Linked DNA regions of Rattus norvegicus: region 1 is linked to region 2. A link is a contact called in public Hi-C data. All regions are on one chromosome and are shown on one strand. The core of a region is the stretch at or near the end of the contact, and the rest is flanking DNA. Distances in the headings are between cores, read along the strand shown.

Region 1 (3,771 bases), core at 1,137-3,636, 300 kb before region 2:
GTCCAAGAATGCAAAGGCAGGGAGACAGGCCTGAATAACCACACTCCAATATGCTCAACCGAGAAAGTCATAAACAGCGAGTGGGCCAGCCACAGGGATGTCGTACATAGCTTATGGCTCAGGACCAGGATGGGAGTCGGTACAGTGAGACCCCTGTGCTTGGAGATGTGGAGAGATAAAGGAAAGCTTTGCTCAGCAATGGGGCAGAGGTTAAAGTTGTGAAAGAAAGGGGGTGGGAGAGGGTGAGAAATAGCAGGTAGCCAAATGTGGCCTCCAGGGGTGATACGGGGCAGAAGGAGGAGGAAATGAAGCTGAGGAGTGAGACGCTGTCTGCTTAGCCTGTGTGCTCTGTGCGTTGGTGACACTTCCTGCTGAGTGCAGTTGTACATCCTTGTCACCCCAGAGTTTGGGAATCAGAGGCCGGAGGGTCAGGAGCTCAGTCATCTGCAGCTAAGAAGTGAGTCTAGCTGGGGCACCCAAGATCCTGTGAATCGTGTGCGTGCTGGGAATTGAACCTAGGTCCTCTGGAAGAGCAGTCAGTGCTCTTAACCACTGAGCCATCTCTGCAGCCTATCTATATCTATCTATATCTATCTATATCTATATCTCATCTATATTTCTAAGGAGAGGAATACATGGAAAAGAGCCTAGATCTACCAGCTGCATCCCAGGTACCTAAAATATTTTTGTCTTGAGATATTGTCTCACTATGTAACCAAAATTGACCTCAAGCTCTTGATCCTCCTGCCTCAGCCTCCCAAGTGCTGATGCTCCTTAAATATTTTGAATTAGTGTTTGAAAGGTAAAGCAGACCTGAGTTTATATTATGAATCTGTAAGGTGTCGTTGCTTTCATGGCCTTGAGTCCTTTAACTTGATGGAGACTCAGATTTAGGCTAGCAGGGATCATTTGGTCACTTACAACAGTTTTCCAAGGAGATACGAAAGTGACCAGCTGAGAACCAGAGGACCAGTGCCAACAGTTTTTCTAGGTACACAAGGCAAATTTAAATACCCATTTAATAGATGGCACAAACTGAGTCTGTAAGAGATGCAGACTTGTCTCAGGCCACAGCAGTGTTAACAGCTGTGGGAAGCAGCTTGCACCATGCTCAGAGCCTTGGCTGTCCCAGTTGGGGAAATGCTAAGCCTGTGAAGGGACCTGGAGCTAGAGGCCCATTAGAGTGGCATGAGGAGGGAGGAAAAGCACTTCAGGTTCGAGTTGCTAGTTTTGCAGAGTGTAAAATTACCGTACAAGTCCTAGAGAATAAACAGAGTTAACACCCCATTAAATACAATGGACTTTCGCGGTGTGCGCCAGACGTGCTAGGACTGAAACTAGCTGAGCAGGAGGGAAATGTATCACACCCTCTCTACCTTCATGCTTCCAACGAAAATCCAGAGCAGGGGTAAGAAAGCGCCAGCAGCGACTCTGCAGGCTCAGGGCTGAGGACCCGGTAATGAAGTCTTTCTGGAAGGTAGGAAGGGCTGTGTGCAGTGTGCTATTTTTAAACCTGCTGTAGTGGCAGTTGTATTCCTGCCCTGGCACTTTCTCTTGCAGAGGAGGGGCTCAGGGGAATGCAGCCAGGAATTTAGATGCTATTTATTGTATTTCCTTTTATCAGTCAAATGATTTTCTTATTTCCCACGTAGATAAAGATCTTGCGCTCACAGCTTCGGCTTGTTGACCTTGTCAGGACTGCTGTGCTGTCTGGAAATTGGTCCCAGAGAGAGAGAGAAGGGCATTGTTGTTAGGGGCTGCTTGGTGGTTTGGGTTTTCGGTTCTCCCAGCAGAGAGGAGCTCAGTTTGCCAAAAATAAATAAATAAAAAATCTTCCCCTCAAAACAGAAACTGATTGTCTTATGCCTTCTTTTTTTTTCTCTTGCAAAACTGAAAGGTTGTCCAATAAGTTTGCTTCCGTAGCTTTCTGCACCTGGCTTGGGAGCTTGGGCGAGCGCGCGCGCGCGAAAACACACACACACACACACACACACACACACACACACACACACACACACACACACACACAGAGTGTTCCCCCTCTCTCCTCTCTCATCACACACTCATATTTCTCTCTTCTCCCTCCCCTCTTTCTTCCTCTTTTCTTTCCTTTTCTCTACCTTTTCCCTCCCTCTCTCCTCCTTTTCTCCCTCTCTTCCTCCTCTCTTTCTCCCTTTCTCTCTCCCTCCTCCCTCTTTCTTCCTCCCCACTCCCTCCTCTTCTCCCGTTTTCTCTTTCCTCTTTCCTTCTCCCTTTCTCTACCCCCCCCCCCCCTCTGTCGTTTCCTCTCCCTCAACCCGGCGAATCGGCTCTGGCGGTGCTGCAGAGGCTCCTTCTTGGCAGGAAACAGGGCAGAAGGCGGGGCCCCTCTCTGTCTGCGTTGCCAGCTCCTGGCGGTGGAGATGCCAGTTTGCCTGAGCTGAGCCATGGCAGCTTCCACTCTGCTGGAAGCCTCGGAGGCAGCCAGGCCTCTGCCAGCGCCTTCCAAGGGCACAATGAGGCCACAGGGCTGCCTCTCGGCCGGAGGCCTCCTCGTGGGCACGGTGCCCCTATTGTCTTGCCTGGCTTGGGGTTGCTGGCTAGGTTCTCATGCAGAAGTCAGCGTCACTGCCTCTCACCTCGGAACTAGCTCAGCAGATGCTGCGGGAGGCTGGAGTTTTATTGTAAATCCTCATTTTTGGCTGGCTCACAGCTACGGAACATCAAAAGAACCAGCTAGTCCGAGGGCAGCCAGCCTCTTGCAGTCTCGCAATGGGAAGAGAAAGGAGGTGCAAGGCCTCCAGTCAGCCACGGTGAGCCCAGGTTTTTACCAGGAACTTGCTTTCCAGACCTCTCGGGTTCTTTCCCTCCACCGCAGTGCTTCTTGGTCCGAACAGCAGAGGGCGCTGCTTCCTCTGACAGCACAGCGAGCCAGTCTGCCTTTCCACATCTGGAAATGGGCTCTACCACTCTTATGAAATACCAGAGAGCTGGGGATCTGTCTGTGTGAGACGTGCTGGCACCCGAGTGCACACGCAAACACATCATGAATTCCACTTTCTCATGAGTTAGATTTCCCGTGAAGAGCGCTTGTGGAATGTGGGGAATTTGCCTTGCCAAGGCGGCCAGCACATCCTATTCTTGGGCTTGTCTGGCCCAGGTTGGAATGCTTGGATGGACCACCCTCTGGTCTGAAGCCTTTGCCCTCCCCTCCCACGTGGAGTGGGGAAGAAAAATAGGAGACCTCCCAGATCTTTTTCTCAAGGGAAGAAAATTAAAAATGTTCAGCGCTGACCTTATAGGCCGTCCTGACGAAAGCAGATGTGGACGGCCAGGCAGCTTCCTAATTACAAGAGATTAGGAACGCCAAAGTGACAAGCCAAGGATGGAGGACAGGGCTGAAGCCAGCCAAAAGCCCTAGTTGCTATTCTGAGTCTGCTCCCCAGACTTCTGAAAGCCGCATGCATTTAAATGTCCACATTTTCTGCAGAAGCCAGAAATCTCTACTTCTCTTGGCCAAACAACACATCAGTCTAATATGGTGTGAGAGAAATATGTTACATTCTTTTATGAACAGAATGTTAACATCAACCAGAATCAATATTTATATCCAAGAACACAATGAACTGGCTTGTTTTGTACTGCACGAGTTTAAGACGAGGACATTGGGCAAGAGTGAGGAGCCCTCCCCTCCCCCAAAACACAGACAAGCTGAGGCTCAGGGTTCTGCCTGGAAGTCTGGGATTGGGTCCCTTCCCGGCCCTGCAGTGCTCCTGTAAGAAGAAACCAGAG
Region 2 (3,824 bases), core at 272-2,771:
GCCTCTTTCCTGGGAGGACATGCCATTATCCTTCTCGGCTGAGTTTCAGTCACTGGGGACTAGCGTCTGTTCCGCCATACCATGAAAGGAGGAGAGAGATTCCCAGCCGTTAGATCATGGGTCTGTTTCCATTTTTGTTCTTAGCAAAGGTTGGACACTGCATAGACAACCCCACTGCCACTGCTTGGCTGTCCTTCACCTTCACCCTGTCCCACCTGCTAAAGTTGGAGTTTATTATCCACTTCTTGTGGTCCAGTACAAAGCTGACCAGAGGTGGTATCACCAATGCCTCAGCAGGATGGAGTACAGTCCACAGATTATGAATAGTGGGCAGGATATGAAGAAATAATGTCCTTATGTGCAATTCTCCAGGGGCCCTCAGGGAACAGACTTTCAAGTACTGTTCTTTGATTACTGTCAGACCTATCAGCATGGTAGCCAGGGCTGGTGGTGCCTGAGTCAGAGTTTCTTCCCCCGAAAGCAGTCATTGGCCAGCTTCCTTCCATCAGTAGCTGGTACTAACTAGTCTGCCAAATGCTGTTAGCAACAGCCCTGAATGAAATGGTTGTCAATTTAGCATTACCGTCACCTTAGAAAGCAACTGGTAGCCGGCTATTGGAAGGCAAGGGGAACGGGAAAGGCCACAAAAATGGCTGACCTGATCCTTGGAGTGCCAGCCTCTTCCAGAAAGACTGCCTCCCAGAGTGAGTGGCATGTCGCTCCTAAGACTGCAGTGGGCCTGGAGCTCAGCTCACAGGAAGGCTGATGGCTGCAGTGGATGACTGAGAGTTGTTCCCCATGAAGCCTGTGCTCTCCCGTGAATTATGTGCAATTTTTGTATGTATTTTTAAGCTGTATATTACAGTGTTTATGTTGCAACTTTACCTGAGTGAGAACTGCAGAAACATTCTTGTCTTCCCTTGGCACATACTTGCGCTGAGAGTCAAGTATCCTTTCCACCTGTGTGCGTGTATGAACGCTCATACACTTGTTTTATTCAAAACTGTGAGTCTCTGTTTACTTCAACCTTGAAATCCCAAGAGTCACTTGAATGGTAAGTGTGTAAGCATGTGTTACTATGTGCATGCACATGCTGGAGATAGGCCTCTGGGAAGCAACCTGTAGTGGGGTGGACAGATCAGTTCTGTACACCTTGACAGTGAGGAAACCCAGGAAGCCCTCGCCCACCAGCTCAGAATTGGCTTAAAGCCAAGACTGACTGTGCAGTATTATTTGGGTGGCACCTTAGTGGCCTTGGAAACTTCTAGACTTTTAACATTTTTAACAGCCTTTCATGTGATTCACCTTTATCAAAGAGGATCAAAAAAGGAGAATGTATTTTATTATGCATTTTTAAGGAGAACGATATGTATGAGGCTGCATATGCAGGATGGCTTTGCGATCCTGGCTAGTGCTCCGTACTCCCAGGAAAGAGGCCTAGTTTGCCCACAGAGTCTGTCTCTCCTAGACAGAATGACCGTGGAGTGGGCAGCCATGAGTCATGGCTACACCATGCCCAGCAGGCTAGGGTTTGAGTCATATAGCCCATGTACACATAACTTCCCGCCTAATTATGCACTGAACTGGTGGCAAAAAGACCACTGACCACGTCAGCTGGCCCAGCCCTTCACTTCCCACAGTGCTTGCAGATTGAGACATACCTTCTCCACATTGCTCTCATGGTGCCTTGCCCATGTAAATCTGAATGTTGATTATTTAATGAGGTTACATATTTAATGCAGAATGTTCCCTGGTCCCCTCTGTTTGTTGTCTGTAGAAATCTCTCTTTTTCTGTTTGTTATCTTAGATGCAGCCTTCTTTCACACTATAGTAGAAAAAGCGTGCACACGTCTGCTACCACTGTCTCCCTGCACTGGTAAACTGAGCACTCTTCCTTCCACGTGACTCCCACTAAGAATTACGGCCACACTAGTGAGGGACAAAGATGAAAGCCAGCTAACAGGAAAAGGGCCTCTGTCTTTCCAGAGACAGGAGTTAATTCTGTCTGGGGAATGGCCACAGAATGGGTGTGGGGAAGAAGGTTAGATCAGAGCAGAGACAAGAACTACATTTCTGGGCAAGAAGTCCATCAGGTGGTCTTTCATTTCTCAAAATAATGAAATCCAGTCCATATAACATTGTCATAGATACCTTACATTTCCACTTTGATTCATTCACTCACTGGAAGTCCTTCCCTCTGCAGTCACACACACACACACACACACACACACACACACACACACACATACACACACACACACATTTTATATACACATATATTATGAATTTTGGAGTGTTACTAGTATAGCCCTTGAAGTTTTCACAAGTAACATCTGTATCGACTAGGTTTTTTTTTTTCTTTTCTATTAAAGTCTATGCCATAGATTCTCCCACTTCTGTTGAGAGTTTGAACAACTAAGGCCCACTGGAACTTTTCCCTAAGCCACATGAACAGTCTCTCCACACATGTGGGTGCTAGAGAGACAGGACTGTGGCCAGAGCAGGCAAGAGCAGGAGTCAGTGCCCCTCAGAGTGCCTTGTTAGTGTAGTAACATAGTCATGGAGAGAACAGCCTCCCTTGCCACACAGGAGAGCTCTTTGGGAATGCATACAACCACATAATGTTCACCGTAGAGGACAGCACTGGATGAGCAAAGGAACAATCAAAGCAGAAATGTGGGAAAGGACATGAAGTTCCTGAATATCACCAACCCCAAGGCTGAGTTAGGTCAGAAGGCACACCGAGAGCAGTGGGTTTCAGGGATTGTTCTCAGGAGATGGGCTGCATGAGGTCATGGGGGAGTGAGGCTCCCCAACTGCTGGTGCTAAGTAAGGGCCAAGAAGAAACTTCTCAAGAACCAGTGAGCACAGCCTTCCTTCATCAGCTAGAGGAACCAGTTCTGCCTCTGAGCTCAGGGTGTTCGTGAAGATAGGAATCTAAAGCTCTAGGAAGACATGCTTCTAGGAGTAAAGCCTCTGCTATCACAAAACCCCCACTCAGTAGTCGGTCATGCAAGCTCTCCAAGTTTGGTTTACCCCATATTGGAAAATCAACAGATACCAGCTGGTAACCTGCAGCGAGGATTTCCCCTGGCCTTTACCTAGAGTGGTCTGAAGAGATATGGGCCAGTCTCAAAGACTGGGATGGACTTAGGAGGCGTCCTTGTATTCTAAGTAATTCCAGGTACATAAAGCATGCACACACTTGGAAACAGGACAGCTCAGCTCTCTGGGCCGACTCTGGCATGCTTGTCATTCCTCTCACTAGTGGATAAGGATCGGGATTCTGGTCCAGCCTCGTAAGTGAACAGGATGGCTGCCCATAAAACTGGGTTATTAGATTTACCTCATTGAAGCTCATTTTCTCAGAGGCCCAAAGTGCTGCACTGAGACAAATCCAAGTGCTGCCCCTCCTGAAGTGTGCACTGAAGTCCATCTGCTCACGCTCAGAGCGGTGCACAGGTGGGGACGCCATGGACCAAAACCAGTGCCCCAAGGGAAGTCAGAAGAGCCATAATGCGAGATCCTAGACAGGGTATACCAAAGACATCAAGCCTTCCTCATCCTGATGCTTCTCAGATGATGGGGTGAGCTGTGACAGACGCCAGAGGAAAGGGTTTTGCAAACATTCCATGTTCAAGGTATTCGATTGGTAAGTCCATCCCTAACCTCCCCCAAGCCCCCAGAAAAAAAGCTCTCAGTTTGAAGCAGGCCATGTTGTACATCAGAAGAGAAGGTGGAGGGAGTGGCAGCAACCAGAGCAGACGGCAACATTCTCTGATGTCTAAGAAGGACTTTGAACCAGCCCACTCGCCATGCCTGGC

Evidence for each region. A called contact is a pair of places that touch in the nucleus more often than the background predicts.
Region 1: a Hi-C map of Schwann cells shows a contact between it and region 2, with 2.7 times the contacts expected there. The contact joins two enhancer-like sites. A contact is called at or near these places in 7 of 12 Hi-C or Micro-C datasets (the A7r5 cell line, Schwann cells, frontal cortex and 4 more) and 1 of 1 datasets of contacts at active chromatin or transcription factors (oligodendrocytes).

The regions. Positions count from the first base shown.
Region 1 is chr8:65,800,821-65,804,591 of GRCr8, reverse strand. No RefSeq gene overlaps it. Among named protein-coding and RNA genes, the nearest start is that of Hmg20a, 87 kb to the right of the region's middle. Within about 2 kb of position 2,386, at least 45 of the 93 cell types and tissues checked have an H3K27ac peak or open chromatin away from gene starts, as enhancers often do. A contact at or near this core is called in Schwann cells, where this site is marked.
Region 2 is chr8:65,502,103-65,505,926 of GRCr8, reverse strand. Peak1 (pseudopodium-enriched atypical kinase 1) reads left to right here. Exons shown (of 7, transcript NM_001108149.1): 7 at 1-884. Among named protein-coding and RNA genes, the nearest start is that of Tspan3, 38 kb to the right of the region's middle. Within about 2 kb of position 1,521, at least 7 of the 93 cell types and tissues checked have an H3K27ac peak or open chromatin away from gene starts, as enhancers often do. A contact at or near this core is called in Schwann cells, where this site is marked.